2 separate regions of the Mus musculus genome follow, and region 2 is linked to region 1. Evidence: chromatin contacts called from public HiChIP or PLAC-seq data. All regions are on one chromosome and are shown on one strand. Each heading gives the region's core, a stretch centred on a gene start, on an enhancer-like site or on the middle of the called end of the contact. The rest is flanking DNA. Distances are from core to core; before and after follow the strand shown. Region 1 holds the start of Pom121l2 (POM121 membrane glycoprotein-like 2 (rat)). Region 2 holds the start of H2bc4 (H2B clustered histone 4).

Region 1 (3,292 bases), core at 491-2,990:
TAATGACAGATGAGTGTGGGGGCACAGCAGACCTGTGAGCCCGAGGGATTGAAGATAGCCAGGTGGAATCAGTGACTGGTGTTGTGGGAGAGCTTGGAGACGCCTGGGTGGAAGCAATTGAGGGATTTGAGTCTGAAGAGATGCCTTGGATGTGCTCTAACTGTGAGCACCCGAGTGGGGCAGGCATATTCTTCAAGCTTTCCAGCTGAGGGTTCACGTGGGTGCTAAGAACTCTCTCAGAAGACGACCGACTGAGAGACAAGGTAGGCTGAATTCCAGCCCTCATCTCTGGAATGGAGTCTCCGGCTGTCCCGGTTGTAGCTTCTGTGGTTTGGTTGCTCGGCACAGCTTGCCCCTCTAATGTTGGGTCCTCTTCAGTGACAACAGGACCTTGCTGGCAAGGTATAGTTAGCAGGTCCCTAGGGCCAGACTGCAGTAGAGGAATCTCTCCATTTAGCTGTCCAGAGCTGCTGGGTGTGACTGAGAGGTGAGAATTAGGACTCTCTCCTGCTTTTTTCAATGGCCATTCTGGAGTCTGGACTAATGTCCTGAGAAAATGTCTCTTCCAAGATCCTGAGAGCTCTCTAGAAGAACTGTAAGAACTGGTAATAGCATTTCTTTTTGTGCTGGGGGGGCCTTGGGTATGTATGCTGGCCACAAGGGCCCCAGAGAAGCAACCGGATCTCTTACATTTATCATCTGAGCTCTGGACATGGGGTCTCCTTTTCAGAGACCCAGGCCTGGCCACAAACGAAACAGTGGCCCCACTTTTCAACAGGGGCTTAAAGGCGGACCATACGGAGGCCGAATGCCTTTGGCTGTCGGAGGTGTCCGGGAACAGTGGCTCTTCCCACCTGGCTCTGCCCTTCCTGCACTGGAGGAGGGCCCTCAGCACCGGGTCCTTTCCACAGGGCCCTGGTGGCTCCTCTGAAGGTCCCGCGGAGTTCACCACTCTTGAGACCGGGAACAAGGGCCGTGGTCTCCGCTCAGGAGGCGAGATCTTGACTGTCACCGGACTCCATGTGGCCCGAGGGTGACGAAGGGACCAAATATTACGCTTCAGGTAACTTTCCCACCAGTCTGAAGGAAGAGAGCCCATGATGGGGTTCTGTGGCCTCTTCATGGGGAAGCGCCTCCAGGCCTCACTGACGAAAGCGGTAGGGTTGGCGGGATCCCAGTTGGGCGGCCTCCGGGCCGGCCTGTGTCTCCGAGCGGGCTGGGCGCGGTGGACATGCTGCACCCGGTGGACCTGGTAGAGGGGCCTAGCGGGTCGGCGGCTCGCAGGCTTCTCCCCTGAGTCTGCGCGCCCCTGTGCTGGGGACCGCGGCGAGGACCCCGCTTTGCCCAGGTAGCTGCCCATGCTGAGAGGCGCGGACGGGCGGTGACTTCTAGCCCCGTTTCAACCTCGGCGGAGGCGGCCGAATCCAAGCATCCGCTGCTCGAGTGACGGTTGGGCCACGAGCGCCAGAAAAGCGCGAGGGAACTGGGGAGCTGGCGACACGCGGGCCACGGCAACCACGTCAGCCCGCTCTGGGATCTGCGGTCTGAGCACCACACTGGCAGAGCTCATGGGGGCTCGGTGTCTAGCATCCAGGCAGGACCCGGCCTTGGACCTGGATGCGCATTGGTGCGCGTCCCAGTTCCCCAAACTCTGAGCTGGAAGCGACTCTGGGTGATTTGAATCCCTTCATCGTACGAGTGAACGTACGAGGGAACGAGTGGGTGTGCTCGAGAGGGCACAGGACCAGAGGAAGATGGAACTGTTTAGGCAGGCTATAGGGCATTGTGACTTGTCAATGGGAAAGGCAGCAGCCAGCTGAGGTAATGTCTGTGAGTTCTATCAGAGCCTCCTCATGGCCAAACCCAGCATCATACCTTCAGGGGATAAAGTCAGGATTTGTAACCTTGCACCCTGGCGGGAAAGGGTCTATTTAGAAGACACTTGGAGCTCCTCTTCCCGACCAAACCTCTATTCACTTGCAGAATTAGTGTGTTAAACAAGTTGATAGAAGTTGAAGGTAAAACTGACTTCTTAGGGGGATACAGAAAGTTTCACTCTACACCCCTATGCTGGCCAGTGGACCAAAGTATCAAAGAACTCTGCCTGGCCATGAGCTAGAATCTTACATTTCACCCAAAACAAAACAAGTAGCTAACCAAGCACTTTCTCAAAACAGTATTGACAAGCAAGATGGCCAAGTCTGAGCATGCACTTGGTGGAAGGAGTGAGCTAACTCCCATAAGCTGTCCGCTGAGCTCCAAATACACAATATAGCAATAGCGTGTGTGTGTGTGTGTGTGTGTGTGTGTGTGTGTGTGTGTATACATACACACTGTATATACATACATACTGTGTATACATACACACTGTATACACGAAATGTAATTTTTAAAATTTTAAGTAAGGTGGAGAGACTCTCCATGAGCACACGAAAGTACCCCACACATACACAGAGCTACTGTAAGACATTCAGGAAATATAGAAAGTAGAAACTTCTATGTCTCAACAATAGAGCATCTATCTACAAATGTGAAACAGTTCTAGAAGTTCACACTGAGATGCCCCTAGCATGTAAGGAGGGTAGGAATAAATAGGGCTGTATCCAGCTATTAAGTGTCCCCAGGAGGTGGTTGCATAGAGAAACTGGGGAAGGAGGTGAACTAAAATTTGAGTGAGGATGACTGAATGGGACATACGTTTACAATGTATGCTGAGAAAATCATTCAATTGTGGGAGTTCACCACACATGTAACAAAACAGAGTTTGCAAATCCACAGGAATGATTGCTGGTTGCTTAAGACTGGGGCAGAAGGAAGAATAAAGGAGAGGACAGAAAGGTAACAGTATAATGATTTGTGTGCTATTGTTGTTATCTTTTGTTTTGTTTTTGTTTGGTTGGTTTGGTTTGGTTTTGGTTTTGGTTTTTGGTTGTTTTGTTTTGTTTTGTTTTTGAGACAGAGTTTCTCTATGTAGCCCTGGATGTCCTAGAACTCACTCTATGTTGACCAGGCTGGCCTTGAACTCACAGAGACCTACCTACCTCTGCCTTCTGAGTGCTGGGATAAAAGGTGTGCACCATTGCCCAATTGTTGTTATTTTTTAAGTAGTAAAAATTGACTATTGGGATTTTTTATCGACCTGTCTTAAAAGAACCAAACTGAACAACAATGGCCAGGAAAGAGTTGAAGTCATGAGAGCCAGTTTAGAAGTCTGTGTACTATCTTAATGCTGAGTCTATTTCCAGCAAAGGCAGGGGCAAAAACAAAAACAAACAAACAAACAAACAAAACC
Region 2 (3,292 bases), core at 261-2,760, 1.7 Mb before region 1:
GAGTTGTGCAAGAACAAAGCTGCAGCACTAAGGAGACATAAGGCGGCAGAAGGCTGAAAAGGTTCCCCACACTGCTAGCTCATAATGTAATCCTAAACCATATCTAGGCACAGCTTCTAGAAATAAATGATGTAGATGATAGCATGCTGTTAACTTCTGTGGGGAAGAGAGCAAGTGTACTGTTTCTTCGAACAGGCAAGACAAAGGCTTAGATAAGTGGGGCCGGAAGAAGCGAGCCAGTATTTATGGCCAAGTTTGTTCAGGGGGCAACTAGGGTGATGGAAATATTCGCCTTTCATTTGGACAAGCAGAGGACTAAACTCCGCTAATGACTCTGAAGTCCTTATATTTTGAATTGTTAAGTCAACAGACACAGCAACGGCGTTCGTTTTGGGATTTCTTGCATTAAGTCCTTCCAGTTCAGCCTCTCCCCACTGCTTGCTTCGGATCTTCTCATTTCTCTAAACTTTCACGTCACTTGGACTATGAAAATTTAGTATGGCCAAAGTACGGTAAAGTGATACATTTGCATTTGCATTTGAACAATTCAGTTCCGTCTTTTACCAGAACTTCAATGCCGTAAGTTTGACAATTCCAGGTCATATTTTAGAATACTCTACCAAGATACTGGTCTAAGATTTCATGCTAGATAGCTCGGTAATCTGATATTAAATCTACAAATGAAAAGCCTGTCCTTTGTTACAGACCCCTCATGTTTAACATCAGTCTTGGAGCCACTTCTTTCCAAAGTAAAACCTACAACTTATAAAAGACAAACTTCCTAATGGCAACAATTATCCTCTTCAAAGTCTGTCACTCCTGTCCTACAACTTTGTTCTGATGGACTCAAGTCCGCCTCACCGGAAGTGACGTTTGCAAGGCTTTTTTTTTTTCTCCCAACAAAATGGTTGTAGCTAAATGTAACCAAGACTGAAATTAAGCTAAAAGTATCCCACTGCCTTTAAGATTTATAAGCACCTGTCATCTGCTTCTGGGTAAAACTGAACGCACTGTTCTACCACAGCTCTCTCTTTGAGAAAGTGGGTGGCTCTGAAAAGAGCCTTTGGAATTCGCTACGGAGGCTTACTTGGCAGGATCACTTGGAGCTGGTGTACTTGGTGACGGCCTTGGTGCCCTCCGACACCGCGTGCTTGGCCAGCTCCCCGGGCAGCAGCAGGCGCACGGCCGTCTGGATCTCCCGGGACGTGATGGTCGAGCGCTTGTTGTAATGCGCCAGGCGGGACGCCTCGCCCGCGATGCGCTCGAAGATGTCGTTCACGAACGAGTTCATGATGCCCATGGCCTTGGAGGAGATGCCGGTGTCGGGGTGCACTTGCTTCAGCACCTTGTACACGTACACCGAGTAGCTCTCCTTGCGGCTGCGCTTGCGCTTCTTGCCGTCCTTCTTCTGGGCCTTGGTCACGGCCTTCTTGGAGCCCTTCTTCGGGGCGGGAGCGGACTTCGCAGGCTCAGGCATCTTCGGATTTCCAAACACAGGAACCTCAGTGTGGGCTGGGAACGGACTTCTCCTACTTATAGGGCGTTTATGCTAATGAAGGATTTCGAACCAGTCTCAGCTAATTGGAAGAAGAAAAAGTAGTGGGTTCATGGGTGGGATTATGCAAATGAAGTTTCCAGAAGCAGATTTTCTATTGGCTATATCAATGAGCTCACTTGTAACCAATCAAGTAGTAGCGTTTACTACCCAGGAACCTACTATAAAAGCTGCCGCGTCTGTACAGTCTTGGTAACTTGTTTTTACTGTTCTGTTACTTACACAGCACTATTACTATGTCTGGACGTGGTAAGCAGGGCGGCAAGGCTCGCGCCAAGGCCAAGACCCGCTCCTCCCGGGCCGGCCTGCAGTTCCCCGTGGGCCGCGTGCACCGGCTGCTCCGCAAGGGTAACTACTCGGAGCGCGTGGGCGCCGGCGCCCCGGTCTACCTGGCGGCCGTGCTGGAGTACCTGACGGCCGAGATCCTGGAGCTGGCGGGCAACGCGGCCCGCGACAACAAGAAGACGCGCATCATCCCGCGCCACCTGCAGCTGGCCATCCGCAACGACGAGGAGCTCAACAAGCTGCTGGGCCGCGTGACCATCGCGCAGGGCGGCGTCCTGCCCAACATCCAGGCCGTGCTGCTGCCCAAGAAGACCGAGAGCCACCACAAGGCCAAGGGGAAATAAGCAACAGAATCTGCGGAAACTTCAAACCCAAAGGCTCTTTTCAGAGCCCCCACTTTTTCAAAAGAAGAGTTGAACAGGATACTCTATTGATAATTTCTACCCTAATCTGGTGGGCTCTAGATAGTAACGACTGGTCTTGATTGTTAACAGTTTTAATTACTTGGGAGTATTTTTGTAGAGTAAACTTTATTAAGATTGGTAGTACCCCCTAGAATTTGATAGATTGGGCAGCTTAAAGTCAAAGGTCTCAGAACTTCTGGTCTAAGCCGAATACTAATGTTTGTCAATGTAAGCCAGCTGAAGGTTGTATGTTTTTAGTACTATAAGCCTACCACCTACTCCGTTATGTCCGACCATGAGTCTGTGTTTGTCCTCATCTGCTGCAGGAGTTTCTCTGATGATGGCAGCTCATTCTAACTCACATGCAGGTAGTCATGGAGTTCTTATGAATTACCAACGTTATCCATTTTTACAAAAATTTTACATTTTAAAGCAAGCTCCTTGGTTGTTCCCAGATTTCGAATCTGTTCTTGGCTGGCTTGGCTGGCCGGCTGGCTGGCTGGCTTGCTTTTAGAGACAGGGTTTCTCTGTATAGCCCTGGCTGTCCTTGAACTTAGATATTTGCCTGCCTCTGTTTATGGAGGGCTGAGAATAAAGGCAATGCACAACCATGCCCATTGGTGTGTGTGTGTGTGTGTTAACCAGAAATTAGTGCTTGCAGTCTTACTGATACTGGAGAACCCAGGCAGCTTCTTCCTCCTTCCCCAGCAGTTATTCTAAAAGAAAAATGATCGGATGCCCAGAAACTGTGAAGATAAAGGGCTGAGGAAAAAATCACATTGACTCCCCCTAGGAGAAAAAAAAAAAAAAAGTTCTATGATCATACCACCTAAATGTGACTGATTGTAGAAGATAAGCAGTGTCAGGCCTAGTTGACACTCCGATGGGAGGCCACGTAGGAATATTGGGTGCTGTGGGCTTAGAAAAAATAAAATGAAAATGAAAAAGGAGTTTTCTGAGTTGTTTGGGTTTGGGAGAAACGGATCTCATGAGACCCAAGCTGCCTGGGTACTTACTACATAACTAAGACTGGCCTTGGACTCCTGAG

What was found. HiChIP or PLAC-seq counts read pairs in DNA pulled down with a chosen protein or histone mark.
Region 2: a contact with region 1 is called in an H3K27ac HiChIP or PLAC-seq map of regulatory T cells, with 19 times the contacts expected there. The contact joins the promoter of H2bc4 here to the promoter of Pom121l2 in region 1. A contact is called at or near these places in 6 of 39 promoter capture datasets (cranial neural crest, hippocampal neurons, liver and 2 more), 2 of 484 Hi-C or Micro-C datasets (muscle stem cells and uterus), 3 of 115 datasets of contacts at active chromatin or transcription factors (astrocytes, microglia and regulatory T cells) and 1 of 9 other capture datasets (adipose tissue).

What each region holds. Positions count from the first base shown.
Region 1 is chr13:21,979,629-21,982,920 of GRCm38.p6, reverse strand. Pom121l2 (POM121 membrane glycoprotein-like 2 (rat)) reads right to left here and starts at 1,740. Exons shown (of 1, transcript NM_001162928.1): 1 at 1-1,740. The coding sequence starts at 1,360.
Region 2 is chr13:23,682,417-23,685,708 of GRCm38.p6, reverse strand. H2bc4 (H2B clustered histone 4) reads right to left here and starts at 1,510. Exons shown (of 2, transcript NM_023422.3): 1 at 1,088-1,510. The coding sequence starts at 1,477. The coding sequence ends at 1,097. H2ac6 (H2A clustered histone 6) reads left to right here and starts at 1,750. Exons shown (of 1, transcript NM_178189.5): 1 at 1,750-2,236. The coding sequence starts at 1,792. The coding sequence ends at 2,184.